Linked DNA regions of Mus musculus: regions 1, 2, 3 and 4 are each linked to region 5. Evidence: chromatin contacts called from public Hi-C and HiChIP or PLAC-seq data. All regions are on one chromosome and are shown on one strand. The core of a region is the stretch at or near the end of the contact, and the rest is flanking DNA. Distances in the headings are between cores, read along the strand shown. Region 1 has its middle 11 kb from the start of Gm33861. Region 2 has its middle 29 kb from the start of Gm33624. Region 3 overlaps Gm33677 (predicted gene, 33677). Region 4 has its middle 43 kb from the start of Ifngas1. Region 5 has its middle 19 kb from the start of Gm33481.

Evidence for each region. A called contact is a pair of places that touch in the nucleus more often than the background predicts. HiChIP or PLAC-seq counts read pairs in DNA pulled down with a chosen protein or histone mark.
Region 1: a Hi-C map of uterus shows a contact between it and region 5, with 3 times the contacts expected there. The contact joins two enhancer-like sites. A contact is called at or near these places in 2 of 15 datasets of contacts at CTCF or cohesin (large pre-B cells and pro-B cells), 6 of 484 Hi-C or Micro-C datasets (the HPC-7 cell line, Th1 cells, cardiomyocytes and 3 more), 4 of 115 datasets of contacts at active chromatin or transcription factors (embryonic stem cells, extraembryonic endoderm stem cells, fibro-adipogenic progenitors and 1 more) and 1 of 9 other capture datasets (embryonic stem cells).
Region 2: an H3K4me3 HiChIP or PLAC-seq map of pro-B cells shows a contact between it and region 5, with 2.7 times the contacts expected there. The contact joins two enhancer-like sites. A contact is called at or near these places in 2 of 15 datasets of contacts at CTCF or cohesin (large pre-B cells and pro-B cells), 5 of 484 Hi-C or Micro-C datasets (the 63-12 cell line, Th1 cells, embryonic stem cells and 2 more), 3 of 115 datasets of contacts at active chromatin or transcription factors (large pre-B cells, pancreatic cancer cells and pro-B cells) and 1 of 9 other capture datasets (embryonic stem cells).
Region 3: an H3K4me3 HiChIP or PLAC-seq map of bone marrow-derived macrophages shows a contact between it and region 5, with 3 times the contacts expected there. The contact joins two enhancer-like sites. A contact is called at or near these places in 4 of 484 Hi-C or Micro-C datasets (Th1 cells, nephron progenitors, peritoneal macrophages and 1 more), 4 of 115 datasets of contacts at active chromatin or transcription factors (bone marrow-derived macrophages, extraembryonic endoderm stem cells, microglia and 1 more) and 1 of 9 other capture datasets (embryonic stem cells).
Region 4: an H3K4me3 HiChIP or PLAC-seq map of bone marrow-derived macrophages shows a contact between it and region 5, with 7 times the contacts expected there. The contact joins two enhancer-like sites. A contact is called at or near these places in 2 of 15 datasets of contacts at CTCF or cohesin (large pre-B cells and pro-B cells), 6 of 484 Hi-C or Micro-C datasets (CD4 T cells, Kupffer cells, cerebellar granule neurons and 3 more), 2 of 115 datasets of contacts at active chromatin or transcription factors (bone marrow-derived macrophages and extraembryonic endoderm stem cells) and 1 of 9 other capture datasets (embryonic stem cells).

The regions. Positions count from the first base shown.
Region 1 is chr10:119,064,240-119,066,939 of GRCm38.p6, reverse strand. No RefSeq gene overlaps it. Among named protein-coding and RNA genes, the nearest start is that of Gm33861, 11 kb to the left of the region's middle. Within about 2 kb of position 1,364, at least 142 of the 459 cell types and tissues checked have an H3K27ac peak or open chromatin away from gene starts, as enhancers often do. A contact at or near this core is called in uterus, where this site is marked.
Region 2 is chr10:118,976,954-118,979,670 of GRCm38.p6, reverse strand. No RefSeq gene overlaps it. Among named protein-coding and RNA genes, the nearest start is that of Gm33624, 29 kb to the left of the region's middle. Within about 2 kb of position 1,285, at least 36 of the 459 cell types and tissues checked have an H3K27ac peak or open chromatin away from gene starts, as enhancers often do. A contact at or near this core is called in the 63-12 cell line and pro-B cells, where this site is marked.
Region 3 is chr10:119,038,995-119,041,694 of GRCm38.p6, reverse strand. The region is part of intron 3 of Gm33677 (predicted gene, 33677); the gene reads left to right. Among named protein-coding and RNA genes, the nearest start is that of Gm33677, 10 kb to the left of the region's middle. Within about 2 kb of position 1,309, at least 40 of the 459 cell types and tissues checked have an H3K27ac peak or open chromatin away from gene starts, as enhancers often do. A contact at or near this core is called in bone marrow-derived macrophages, microglia and regulatory T cells, where this site is marked.
Region 4 is chr10:118,598,550-118,601,249 of GRCm38.p6, reverse strand. No RefSeq gene overlaps it. Among named protein-coding and RNA genes, the nearest start is that of Ifngas1, 43 kb to the right of the region's middle. Within about 2 kb of position 1,414, at least 46 of the 459 cell types and tissues checked have an H3K27ac peak or open chromatin away from gene starts, as enhancers often do. A contact at or near this core is called in Kupffer cells, bone marrow-derived macrophages and pro-B cells, where this site is marked.
Region 5 is chr10:118,810,240-118,812,991 of GRCm38.p6, reverse strand. No RefSeq gene overlaps it. Among named protein-coding and RNA genes, the nearest start is that of Gm33481, 19 kb to the right of the region's middle. Within about 2 kb of position 1,436, at least 59 of the 459 cell types and tissues checked have an H3K27ac peak or open chromatin away from gene starts, as enhancers often do. A contact at or near this core is called in the 63-12 cell line, Kupffer cells, bone marrow-derived macrophages and 4 more, where this site is marked.

The DNA.
Region 1 (2,700 bases), core at 115-2,614, 250 kb before region 5:
AAACTCAAGAAAAATGAAGACTGAAGTGTGGACACTATGCCCCTCCTTAGAAGTGGGAACAAAACACCCATGGAAGGAGTTACAGAAACAAAGTTTGGAGCTGAGATGAAAGGATGGACCATGTAGAGACTGCCATAGCCAGGGATCCACCCCATAATCAGCATCCAAACGCTGACACCATTGCATATACTAGCAAGATTTTATCGAAAGGACCCAGATGTAGCTGTCTCTTGTGAGACTATGCCGGGGCCTAGCAAACACAGAAGTGGATGCTCACAGTCAGCTAATGGATGGATCACAGGGCTCCCAATGGAGGAGCTAGAGAAAGTACCCAAGGAGCTAAAGGGATCTTCAACCCTATAGGTGGAACAACATTATGAACTAACCAGTACCCCTGAGCTCTTGACTCTAGCTGCATATGTATCAAAAGATGGCCTAGTCGGCCATCACTGGAAAGAGAGGCCCATTGGACACGCAGACTTTGTGTGCCCCGGTACAGGGGAACGCCAGGGCCAAAGGGGGGGAGTGGGTGGGTAGGGGAGTGGGGGTGGGTGGGTAAGGGGGACTTTTGGTATAGCATTGGAAATGTAAATGAGCTAAATACCTAATAAAAAATGGAAAAAAAAAAAAAACAAAAAAAAAAAACAAAAAAAAACAAAAAAAAAAAAAAAAAAAAAAAAAAAAAAAAAAAGAAGCACTCTGCAAAGGGACAAAGCAGGAAGCCGCTGAGGCTGAGAAGGACGGACCAGGACAGCGCCCTCTAGTGGGACGTGGCTTCTAGATTAATAGGCCTGGCAGCAAGCTCGCTTTTGCTGGTTTTTAAAGCAGCAAAGGGTAATTTTCCCACGTGGATTTATGTTTGAAGATATCCCTAGAAGGTTTAAGCACAATTTCTGGTTGCTTTTAACAACTGGTAATCTCAACTCGGTATGCAATTCAAATGACGGCATTTTCTTTTTTTCAGAGAGCCAGATTAACTGAGCACTATATTCCAAATAGGCGTGTTGTAAAAGTAGTTTTTGCATTTTGGAGTAAAGTGTTTTAAAATATGCTTTTGTAATTAGATTATATTTAAAAAAACAAAACAAAACAAAAAACCTTATCTTTCCCACCTGGGCAGGGTTTAAACAAAGCCCAGGCAGTTTAAGGCTATTTTTAGTTCTGATTACTTATTCAGCTAAAATAATCCCAGGTTCAGCGGTTTATCTGGAGGAGGCACGACAGCTGGGCTCTCCCAGGCAGCCTCAGGTCAAAGCCTACGTCTTTATCAGGATCACGTGCTCTCCGCCTCCCCCGAGGACGGGAGGGAGAGCATACGAGGTGGCATGCTCTGTGACGCTAGTGTCGGTTTCACCAGCCTGGAGCCAGCAAAGTGGAGGAGAAACTGCTGATTCAGGGGCCTTCGATATGGCTGAGCTCACAGCAGGGAAAATAGGTCACTAATGACACGTGGCAAGAAGCCAAAAAAAAAAAAAAAAACCCAAAACAAAACAAAAAAACCCAGTGGCCAGGAGTTCTGAGAGGTCTGCCAAGGTCTGCCATGGGCAGGATCCATTGTCCTTGAATTCCAGAAAGAAAGCAGCGTGCTTTAATTTACTTAAAGTAGTCACAGGGCCACGGGACTCACGGGCTAAGACCATGATCTGGTCCCCCGTACACCGCGATGGCCCCAGAGTCCCTTCGCTTTGAGTTCTCAAGCTGAGACTATTGCTTGTTTTCCTCCGAGGCAGCAGGGGCAAAAGTGGCAATCTTAGCCTCCGTGCTTTCTTGTCCACTGAAGGGGTTCGCATCAGCGTGGCCTGAACCACGGCTGATCTTCGAGAAGCATCTCTCTGGTTCTAGGCAGAGGGTGTCCGGTGTGGTCCTTACGTGCTAAGACAGTGTTTTACTTTATCTTGGGGAGTGTCTCTCTGGACTGATGTGCCCTGGCTATGTTACTAGTTCTGTAGAAGAAGGAGGAGACGGAGAGAGAGGTTGGGAGTGTGTGGTGTAGACCCGGAGGTTCTTTCTCTCCCTTATCCCAGCCAACACCCCTGGAAGGATGCTAAATCAATTTTGTAGGAACAGCTCCAATACAGCAGGGTTGTCAGAGGAGCCCAAGGAAGCTCTTATCAGATGAGTTTCCAGGTCATGGTGCCATTGTTGGCAGAGGGACCACAGTTCAAGACACCCTGATCTAGGGTAGTCTTGGCCCTACCCACCTCATGAATAATTTCCACAATGCCTAGAACTTGCTCCACGGGTCAGTAATCACTTTAGAGTAAGACACATCTTGTTCATCTTTAATTTCCAGGCTCCATCAGTGCCCAGCACAGAGACAGAACGCAGAGCGCAGCGGTGGATCGCATTAGCCAGTGACTAAACCCTCTCGTGTGATAGTCTATCAGCAAATAAGATGGGTCGCAGAGCTGCTCTTCTCTAGGGCAGGGATTAGCCCACGTGGGATATTGATTTCCTTGACGGCCACTGATGAAATTGCTAAAATTAACATTAGAAATGACAGCGTGTCGAGATAAAAAGCTGGGTGGTATGATGTCATCAGAAGTGCCGGGGTTGAGGAAGAAGTCAGGCTGATTTTGGGAAAAATAAGCCTATCAAGTGGAGGGGAAGTGTACATACTATTTGTGATAAGGGACACCCTTTGTGAGTAGAGCATAATTAACACAGAGACCTGGGTGGGGGCATCGAGACATGGCTACA
Region 2 (2,717 bases), core at 36-2,535, 170 kb before region 5:
TATTGCTTCGAAGAGCACAGAGCTAGTCTTTCTCCTACCCCTAGTGGAGACTTGGCTACCTGCCTGTCGCAGCAGGAGTGCTCGTCTCTCTTCAGCGCATGCGCAAGGGTCTCCTGCTTGCGCAGCCCCAGGTGTGACCCAAAGCCAGCGCAGAAGGAGCCCAGCTGTGTCTCAGCTTTCCAGGCCCCAGGGAGGGGTCACGGCTTCCGACTTCCGACTTTGGCAGCTGAGCCTTGTTGAAGGTCTGCTTCTTTGCTGTAGCCTCTTCCCAAGCCAGCTGTCATGGTCCTGAGGTCAGGAAGAAGCGACCTCTCATTGTGCTGCGAGAGGTGGCCCCTTGCTGAAGAAGGCTGTTCTGGTCTCCAGCATGGTCCCCTGTGACTTAGTACTTAGTGGGACTGAGGCTGCAGTTCTTGGCTTTTGCTGGGTCTTTTCTGTCTTAGAGCCTTCACACACAGGGGACATTCAGAACACGGGACATTCAGAACACTGGGGACATTCAGAACACATCAGAGGAGTTGAGAAGGTGGGGCAAAGGAGCAGCTTCCATTCTCATCTGCAAAATGGGGACAGTGACAGTCTCAACTGAGATGAGATGAGAACTGGAAACAGGACATGAAATAAATAATCCTTGTCACATAAGCTTTCAGTATAATTTCTTTCTTTCTTTCTTCTTCTTCTTCTTCTTCTTCTTCTTCTTCTTCTTCTTCTTCTTCTTCTTCTTCTTCTTCTTCTTCTTCTTTTCCTTCTCCTTCTCCTTCTTCTTCTTTTCTCCTTCCTTCCTTCCTTCCTTCCTTCCTTCCTTCCTTCCTTCCTTCCTTCCTTCCTTCCTTCCTTTCTTTCTTTCTTTCTTTCTTTCTTTCTTTCTTTCTTTCTTTCTTTCTTTTTCTGAGCTCAGTTTGGTAGGATCATCACAAAACAAGCCCGGGTAATAACAGGACTCCAGAGAGTAAGTTCTGACCTCCAGAGTCCTGACCCCAAATCTTTCCAGCTTCTGACACAAGCAAGATGTTGAACCTTTCTGTCTCCAGGTTTTCCTCTGAGCCCTCTCCTGGGAAGCTGTAAGAGCTGAGATAACACAGTTCAGGGCTAAGGGCAACACTTGGCAATAAGGAAGTAGCAGCCACTAGTTGAGGAGCTGTAGAAGGACCGAGAAGGGAGGTGCATGGGCTAGATCCCCGTCAAGAAAGCTTCCTGAGGGAGCAGCCATCCAAGCAAGGCAAGCACACGTGCGCCAGACAGCACCAGGTGCACAGGCTGTGGATGCCTGTGAGACAGAACAGCAAAGACAACGCCCAAGGCAGTAAAAGCCCTTCGAACCGGAAATGCCTAAAGGGGGCTCAGACAGTGAATGTGGAGAGTTTTCTGGGTCCCACCACAGCCAGCAAAGAAGCTGCAACTCTTGATAACTTGGCTGGTTCTACATCAGTGAATCTGAAGGTCGCGCTCTTAGCAGCCTTCATAGTAGGAAACTCAGACCCCATGCACGCTGTGTGCTGTCCTCTGATGCTAATGCGTCCCACCAATTCCGAGGCGTACAGTTGTATCTTTCCTCTAGTCTTTGGGTCAGAGTGCACCTCCCAATTCCAGCCCACCTTGCTGAAGGTCAGGTATCCGAGGCTCCAGGGCCTAACACTTATAGCTTTGGATTCTCAGGTTAAGGATTTGAATAAGACAGAATTTGCAAATTCTTAGGAGGATGCTGTGTGAGCAGCTTGTAGCTCAAGTTCCCTGGGGCTGTGCGATCTCTGCCTGACTGTGCTCACTTCTCATTTCTGCCTGCCCTGAACTGCAAATGCATCATAATCTAACTCCGTGTAGGTGCTTTCTATAAGAGTTCACTGGAGGACATTCAAAGTCTCCTAATGCTAACACCGAGCTTTCCAGTCAGGAACACCTCAAATGTTACAGAAAACAAAATTTGATTCCATCTGTGGATGATCTGTTTAATATCTTCTCATTTCTAAGAAGAAAAAAACCAACCAAACAAACCCAAAGGTTAAAATGATGTTACATGTGGTCTCACACATGTGATGCAGGCAGAGTTCTGAGAATAGAAGGCAGTTTCTGTGTGCCAGACACAAAGGGTTAAATAGAGAACTTGGGGTTTCAGTGACACTGTGGGATGCAGAGAGGGGGACAAGGATGCCTGTGCTGGAGGTCACAGTTTCAATCAATGATGGTTTAAGTGAGTAGGCTCATCTTGGTGGCTTGCCTGGTTGCTGCTCCACTTTTCAGGAGGCTTAGAGAAACCTCATCTGCTGGGCCAAAGCAGGCAGCTCTGGAAAGTTCTCTGGAAGCTACAGAAAATCTCTGCCCTGTCCCTAACATCTGCCTGCAACCGCCTCTGGAAATAGCAACTACTTCCCCTTGCGTCCTGACTTGCAAAGCCACACCAATTCCTCTTGAAGGCAAACTCTAACCTGGATCAGCTGGAAAGGAAACATGAGTCTCTCAGCCTTAGGGTCTCACGAGCGTTGGGCTCGTACCCTAAGGTACTTGGCGGTTTTCATCCTTTAGCAAAGTCTCTGGGGTCGGGTGCACCTTCCACTTGATTTTGTTACCATCCCTGGTTACCTGGATGAAGGCAGGATCTCCCAGAGGTTGTCTTTGCTTTGGTTGGCTATCCAAGGCATACTGCTCTTCCAGATGCAGGGTAACCAAGACTTCTTCTCAGAGCATTTTACCGCTGTTATATAAACACAAAGATTCTCAGT
Region 3 (2,700 bases), core at 60-2,559, 230 kb before region 5:
AAGGCTAGTGTTATTAGTGTTTTTTAAAAAGCCCCAGGGTGGGCAGCTGTAAATCCCAGCAGCTGCCTGGAGAATGTCGGTGAAAAGGAGGTGGGGGTGGGCAAGGCCTGACATTTGAGTGGGAGGGGGCTTTAGAAAGAGCATGGAAGTCCAAAGTACCATGGTGTGTGTGTGTGTGTGTGTGTGTGTGTGTGTGTGTGTGTGTGTGTTTGCATGTGTGCTCACACACCTATACACAGCATGTACACAGACATAGGCACACTTAAGGCAGTGGCTCTCAATCTATGGGTTGAAATCCCTTGGGGGGGGGAGTGTCTAACAACCCTTTCACAGGGGTCACATGTCAGATATGCTGCATTTCAGATGTGTAGTACAACCACGTTATGCTTATCCCCAACTAGCTCACAAATAAATGAGACTCCGACTATGGTTATTTTACTTGGCGTTGATAATTACTGGGGGTCACCCTTAATCTACTCTTTTGACTGCTGGCCTGGCTACCTTCCCAGGGGTATAACCCCAGATACTTGCTGTTTCTCCTGGCCACATGCTCACGGTCCATCTCTTCTCTTGGAGGCTTCCTCTTCTCCCCTCATCCCTCCTCCTTCTCCTCCTGGTCCCCACCCCCTCCTTCTCCACTGCCAACCAGGTTACTCAAAACCCATCTACCTTGAATCCCTCCAGTAATTGGATTCAACCAATTTTATTTAACCAGTAGTTTTAAATCAAAGAATAAGGTTTGCACAACAAAAGCTTGTCAACTCTAGGGTCCAGACATTTGGGCACAGAATTTAGCATTACAATACATAACAACAGACCAAACTCAACACTGATATTACATTACGATTCATAACAGTAGCAAAATTACAGTTATGAAGTAGCAAGGAAAATCATTTTTATGGTCGGGGTGAGGGGTCCCCACAGCATGAGGAACTGTATTAAAGGGTTGCAGCATTAGGGAGGGTGAGGACCAGTGGCTGAGGAGTTAGCATCTAGAAGAAAGAGACAAAAGAAAGGAAAAGTTGCCCTTTCCTGAGGCAAAGAAGAAGGGCTGGGCTGAAAGTAGAATGGGTATCTGAACCATTCTCCCAGCTTCCCTCTCTCCCATGGTGATCCTAGGAAAATATTCCTCACAGTGATTCTGGGACCCACAGACATTTTGTGTCTGCCTCTCTGAATCATTTTCCCACCAGACACACCTAGAGCTGGAAAGAAGAGCAGCCTGGCGTGGGTCTGTTGGAGTGGTATTGTTAAGACTGTCTGTGTCAGCAAGGGCTGAGGTCAGAGCATATGTCACGTGTCCCTGAGGCTCACTCCGACACAACTGGGACAATGGTGAGACAACAGTGCCTAATCCAGCTGGAGAGTTGCTGAACACCCCGCAGCTGAGGGCCCCACTGCTTTCTAGCAGTAACTAGGGCTCTTTTATCAACCCCCAAGTCATGATTTCCCTCAATATACTAAATGTTTTAAAAAGAAGAAAGCCATTTTTAAAGGGCTGACACTCACAAACAGTCAAAAGCTGAAGTGGTACTCTTCCCCTCACAACACATTTTAAAGTTTTAGAAAAATCTAGAAAGGAAGTAGCCAGACTAAGGCACTTTCTTTATTTCTAAATCTTTTTTGTTTTGTTTTGTTTGTTTGTTTTTTCTGGATCTTAAAAAAAAAATGTATATGTGATCTTCAGGAAGGAAGGGGAAGATATTTATAGGCTGTTCCTGACTTCCTGTTTCTAAAGATAGTCTGCTAGTATCTACAATTTCTGTTCAGAACGTTGGCTCTACTTGCATGACAAAGGACGCAGTGTTCAGAGACCTCCCTTCCTCCCCACATCTTAGGCATTTGCTGCCATACTTATGAGGACCTTTGGAGTCCTGATTTAGGTGACTTATAAACCCCTCCCTCAGGGTGGGGGAGTAGGTTTACCATTGCCGAATCTCTTCTAGAGAGCCTCACTGCCTCAAGCAAAGACTGAACCTAAGGGTCTGTCCGGGTCCATCCATTCCTTGCTGGTGCTTGGAGTGCTTGTGAAAAGACGCCTGTCACATTTAAACTGACTTTAATATTATTTAAAGAAAAATGATTACCTACTGAGTTCAAAGCCATAGTTCAGACAGGAAAGGGGGTGGGCAGGTGGGTGTTTTTAGTGTTTCTTGAATGTATCAAAACTTCTTCAAAATCCTACAATGTGCCAATTCATTTGAGACTTCTTACCATTTGTTTCAAACAGGTAAGACTTTGTTGCCTCGAGTCTTCCAGAAGCAGAAGGCCCCTGGAGTCTTGGTTTATTTGGTAGGTCAGCCAGATGCTAATACTGGGGACCCTGCCCTATGTGTCCTTTGATTTAGCCCACAGATATATCTCTACCAAGATCAAGAATTGCTGACGACTACTGTAACAAAAAGGAGCAGCCATTGCCTGGGCTCACCTCTGAAGAGCTTAGAGGCACCGGCTGCCAGCAATGAGTGCTTGCAAGAGGGAGGGACTGCGCTCCTGGAAGGGGCGCCCGCCCAACCAGATGTGGGACTTGTGTCTGAGACCTGAGATGGGGAGGGGAGATAGGAGGACAGGACTAGATTGCTATGCAGGGAACACCTGCAGGCAGAGAGGACAAGGCCATGGAGGTACACAGAGAGGAGGAAAAATTCAGTGTCTCAGAGCATCTAGGGCAAATGCGTCCATTGTGACAGAATCAGCCCT
Region 4 (2,700 bases), core at 165-2,664, 210 kb after region 5:
GCTACCTTTCCACAGATCAGTTTACCCATTCCCAACCAGGAAGTGACAGCTCAAGTTACACCCCTTTCAACAGATCATCCAATGGAGCCAGAGAAATGGCTAACCTGTTCAGGCGCTTGCTGCCCCCTGGGATTCTCAGCTCACAGCAGCCAGGTGACTCACAACCATCTGTAACCCCAGCTGCAGGAGATCCAGCCGCTCCAGCCTCTAAAGGCACCTGCACTCACATACGCAAATACAGATCCACATACGCACATGCACACATTGAAATAATTTTTTAAAAAATCAATATTTTAAAAATCACCTATTGTTTAACAATCAGTACTATTACATTGAGTAGGATGGGTAATTGTCACAACTGTAGATAAAAAAAATGCTGCTCTTGAGGGTTCAAAGGCTCAGAACTTACACAAGCATGGGAGGGAATTCAAATCTGCAGGCTCAAACCCAGTGGCTCCCAGTCTTCCTAATGCTGCGACCCTTTAATACAGTTCCTCATGTTGTGGTGACCCCCAGCCGTAAAATCACTTTTGTTGCTATTTCATAACTGTAATCTTTGCTACTGTTATGTAGCATAGTGTAAGCATCCGTGTGTCCCCATAGTCTTATGTGATCCCTGTGAATACGTCCTTCGACCTTCAAAGGGGTTGAGCCTCACAAGCTAAGAACCACTGCTCTAAATAAAGCCCTCTGACGATTCCTCAAAAATGTTAAAGACTGGAGTTCTTTGACACTCAGCAATTCCACAACTGCATACACATCCAAGAAGCCTGAAAACATGTCTACAGAAAACGTGTTCACTAATGTTGCACCATTATATCCTCCAAACTGAAACACTCCTTCCTTTAGAGGAAAGAAAAGCTGGCCAGACTCAAGTAGGTCAAAAAGGATGGGATGAGGAGGGCAGGGTGGAGTTTTGAACACATACACAGGAAGGAAACCCCAAAGATGCAGCTTTTCAGGGTCAGAACGTCTCGTGGTGCAGTGAGCTCCCAGTGGAACCTTTGCCTGTGTCTTCCATGTTCCTGTCGGTGTCCCCAATAAGCTTGTCATTTTTCTAAGTGAGATTCGGACGGGACAATTTCTTTAGCTGTCATCATGGGTGAATAGACATTTGTTGACATCCCCCCCCTCCAGGAAATAGAAAATATTCACAGAAGCATTATTTTAATAGTCTCCGAGTAGATCCAACCCAAATGTCCATCAACTGAAACGTGAACAAACAAAATACAGTCTATCGATACAACTGGGGGTTGGGGGGGGGGGTGGGCAGGGGATTTACTCGGTCATAAGTCAGAATGAGTCTTGAAAATGCTATGCTAAGTTAAAGGATCCAGACACAAGGTCAGGTAATGTAGGAGCCTTTTGTATCGGCTCTCTGTAACAGGCAAAAGACAAAAATAAATGAAACAGAAAGTAGATTTGCGGTTGCCAGAGGCTGAGAAAGGAAGGAAATGGTCACTGGCCCCACATGTATGTGGGGTTTCTTTCTGAGATTATAACAATATTCTTGGATAGTGGTTTTGGCACACAAGTTTGCGAAAATATTAAAAATAACTAATATGCAGATTCAAAATGTAAATTTATGGGGCATAGGTCATGTTTCAGTAAAAAAAAAACAAAAAACTGGGAAAAAAATCAGTACCCACTTCAACAAATTATATCAGGTCAGCTTGAGCTTCAGTTTTACAACGCTTCCTTTAGCTCCCTGGGCATTGGGCTATGCTCTTCTCATCTGGAGAGAGATTAGAATAACACTCGCCACCCACATCTGTGACAAGGCCTGAGTGTATTTTTGAAATGTCTGTTTTCAAGCAAGAGGTGATATAGAGATACAAGGTATGATGATGACGATAACAATGACAATGATGATGTTGATGATAAAGGTAACACTGTGTACCACAAGGCTTTACTCAAGTACAGATGTGGCAGTTGAATCTCAGGCACGTGCCCAGGTATTCATTGCTCACTCTCCCGGAGTGGCTCATTTACTCCATCATTCTCTGTGTTCATCATCCTCAGAAGCAAAGCCTGAAAAAGACTCAAACACATGCACTCAGGCACATAGACACACATAGGAACATGCATGCACAAATACATGCACAAATACTTGCACACACACACAAGCACAACTTATAGTAATTTACTACATTATATAGTTGTCTAGGGAAAATAGGTGCATTTGTGTGCACACTTGGACATGCGTGCATGTGTGTCTACATATGTGAATATATGTATGTATGTATGTATGTATATGTATGTATGTATGTATAGTGGGGTAGTGAGTGTTCCTGTTTTACTGGAGAAAAACCTTCAACTTTCTACCTACTTTTCCATGTGTAAACTCAGTATAACCTCCCTGAGATCTCACTATAAAAATTAATAACCCAAGTTAGGACACAATTCGCTCCTACACAAGGACGTTCCTAAAGAGCAGATGGAAGCCAGCATCTCCCCGGGGGCCTATCACTGAGGTAATGAGCAGAGTGAGAGCAGTGGAGTGAGCATCCCACCTCACAGGCAGTACCTGCCCCTGTGGGGGCCACGCTTCAGGAAACAGGGGGGATAAAGACAGCTCACACAGCCCCCACACCAAGTCATACAGTGTGTGTGTGTGTGTGTGTGTGTAGGGGTGGTATGTGTGTGTGCACAGGGTGGGTGTCTATATGTATGTGTGTGTATGTGTGCCCTCCTCTGTGT
Region 5 (2,752 bases), core at 187-2,686:
GCAGAGCCCTTCATTCTCAGAAGAGTGAATAGACAGTGATTTCAGGGTGACAGCTAAGCTTGCTCATTGTAAGAGCACTGGGATACTTAGTGGGGCTTTTGTTTGATATATATGTGTGTATAGCTATATACATATATGTATATATATATTCATATATAAATGTATATGCATATACGTATATGTGTATACACATATGTACATATGGCATATACATATATGCTCTCGAGATGCACGTTCTCTTGGGAGCATGGCATGTCACACTGACCCTTCATCTCGGCACACCCCAAAGGCCTATTTTCATCTCCCCGGAACCAAAGCTTCTGAATTTTTCCAGAGGCTTCCAGTCTGTTTCTTTTTAGCCACTAGTCCCGATGAAGCAAAGTCCTGAAGGGAGTCCCAGCTGTGTGCTCCAGCCCCTGTGTCTATTTTTAGGAATTCTCTGGCATCTGTGCCCCAGCTTCTCAACCTCGCAGGATGCTCAGATGCCCAGCTGAAAGAGCTGCTCTCTGTAGTCCTCCCCTGCCCAGACTCTGCCTCTAGGCCTCTTGCCTTGGAACCTCACTACTTTCAAACTGGTGAATTCCGCTTTTCATTTGATTCTCTTCTCTCTCTCTCTCTCTCTCTCTCTCCCTCCCCCCCCCCTCTCTCTCTCCTGAACAGGAGTTGGATCCTATCACAATAGTCCACACTATAAAAATATGAAATACAGATTCGTATTTTTATTTAGAAGTGTATTAAATTAAAAGGAAGAATCCTACTGGACTGCTCTTGGCAGAACGAGCAGTCGGCTGGCTGACCAGTCTATCAAGTCTTGAGCAGACAAGTGTGGAGGCTGAGAAGGAAGCCAGCACTTCCACAATTTGTGATGAAACTTTCCTGACACTCCGTATCTTAACAGCTCAGGGTTTTGATTTCTCTGGTAGTGGCGCTTTCTCTTCATCTGCACACAGGATTCTCTCCAGCGCTTTAGATGTCTGAAACAAAAGATAGCCTCTGTTTGTTTTGGCTCATTTGAAAAGAGGTGCCAGGTGAGTCTCTTCCAGACCCACAAGATGCTGTGCGTATGCTTGAAAAATCAAGACACCATTCCCACAGGGCCATATTGTCCCCAAAACAACTGTGATGCTCTCCCTAGAGACCCAATCTTGAAGGCAAATGCTGCTTGCCTTCCCTGTAATTTCTTCTGTGGTTCCCACCATGCTTGGGTCTGACAGACACAGCTTTATGTAAACAGCAATGCCTTTGGAATGAAATTCAATGCCACTGGTTAACAGCACCCTAGGATCAAGGCTGGGCGTCCCTGGAAAACGTTCACAGAGTCCAGTGCTATTATTCTCTCTCAAGCTTATTCTGCGCTGACCACGCCAAGTGATGGAGGAGAGTGTATTCGAAGCAGAGCCGAGGGATGAGTGAGAAGAGAGGCTGGAAGGAAGTCCTGGGGAAGGATGGACTGTGTCTCCTACCAGCTGTCTCCCAGCTGATGAAATTCCTTCCTGTTGTCCGACGGACCGCAGGAACCTTAGAAAATCCGAGTGATCATCCCCTTGGGAGAAAAAAAAATGAATAAATAATGAAATGAAATTCCCCTTTAAAGTAGGGTCAGAAGAAATGAGTGCTGTTGAGATGGGAGTCAACAGCCTGAGATAACCTCTGTTAATAGAGGATGTGATGACTCCGAAGATAAACAAGAGGGAGTGTCAGTGAAGCTGTAAGGAAAACAGATGAAGGGAAACTGGGGTGGGGGTGGGGGTGGGGGACAGCACAGGATCACAGGAGGAAGTAGTGACTTGGGGACCAGCCAGGGGAAATTATAGAGGGAGGAGGGGAACTTAGAAAAACACAACCAAACCAGAATAATGCAATGGCTGGGGTGGGGGAGGGGCAGTGCACGATAGAAAACTTTCCCCTGCGCGAAGGGGCTTGTACCAAAAATAACACCCCATTCAATGCTGGGAAATACTCCTCTGGGGGTTCTCACTCAAGGCAAGGAGGAGAAATAGCCACTCAGAACAGAGAAGGCCCCCAAAGGTAGAGCGAGTTGCTCAAAGCTTGGTCTCCCGCTCCCTCCACCCTTCAGGTTCTGTAGCCTGGCACATCCCTTCCTGTTTTCATGGTTTTCTTGACACTGGTTTCCTTTTTTTTTTTTTTTTTCCATAGAACTTGATCATTTTTTCACTTCTGAAATTCTCTTGTACATGAATGTACGTTTTTGTGTGCTCATGAGTGTGAGTGTATGTATGTGTCTGCTGTGTGTGTGTGTGGTATGTGTCTGCTGTGTGTGTGTGTGGTATGTGTCTGCTGTGTGTGTGTGTGGTATGTGTCTGCTCTGTGTGTGTGTGTGTGTTTGGTGTGTGTATGTAGTATGTATATGGTGTGTGTGGTGTGTGTATATGGGGTATGAGTGTATGTGTGTATACCTGAGCATATGGGATGTGTGTGTAGTGTGTATTGTATGTGTGTGTATAGTGTATATGTGGTGTGTATATAGGATGTGTGTGATATGTGTGTGTATATATGTGTATATGGGATGTGTGTGGTATATATAGTGTGTGATATGTGTATATTTGTATGGTGTGTATGTGTGTGTGTGTGTGGTGTGTATATAGGGTGTGTGTGTGTGTGTGTGTGTGTGTGTGTGTGTGAAGCTGTCTTCAGCTGCCACTCCTCAGATGCCTTCGACTTTGTTAGGTGTGACAAGGTCAGCTCCTTGACTTGGGGCTCTTGGCTTAGGCTATGCTGGCTGGCCCGCAAG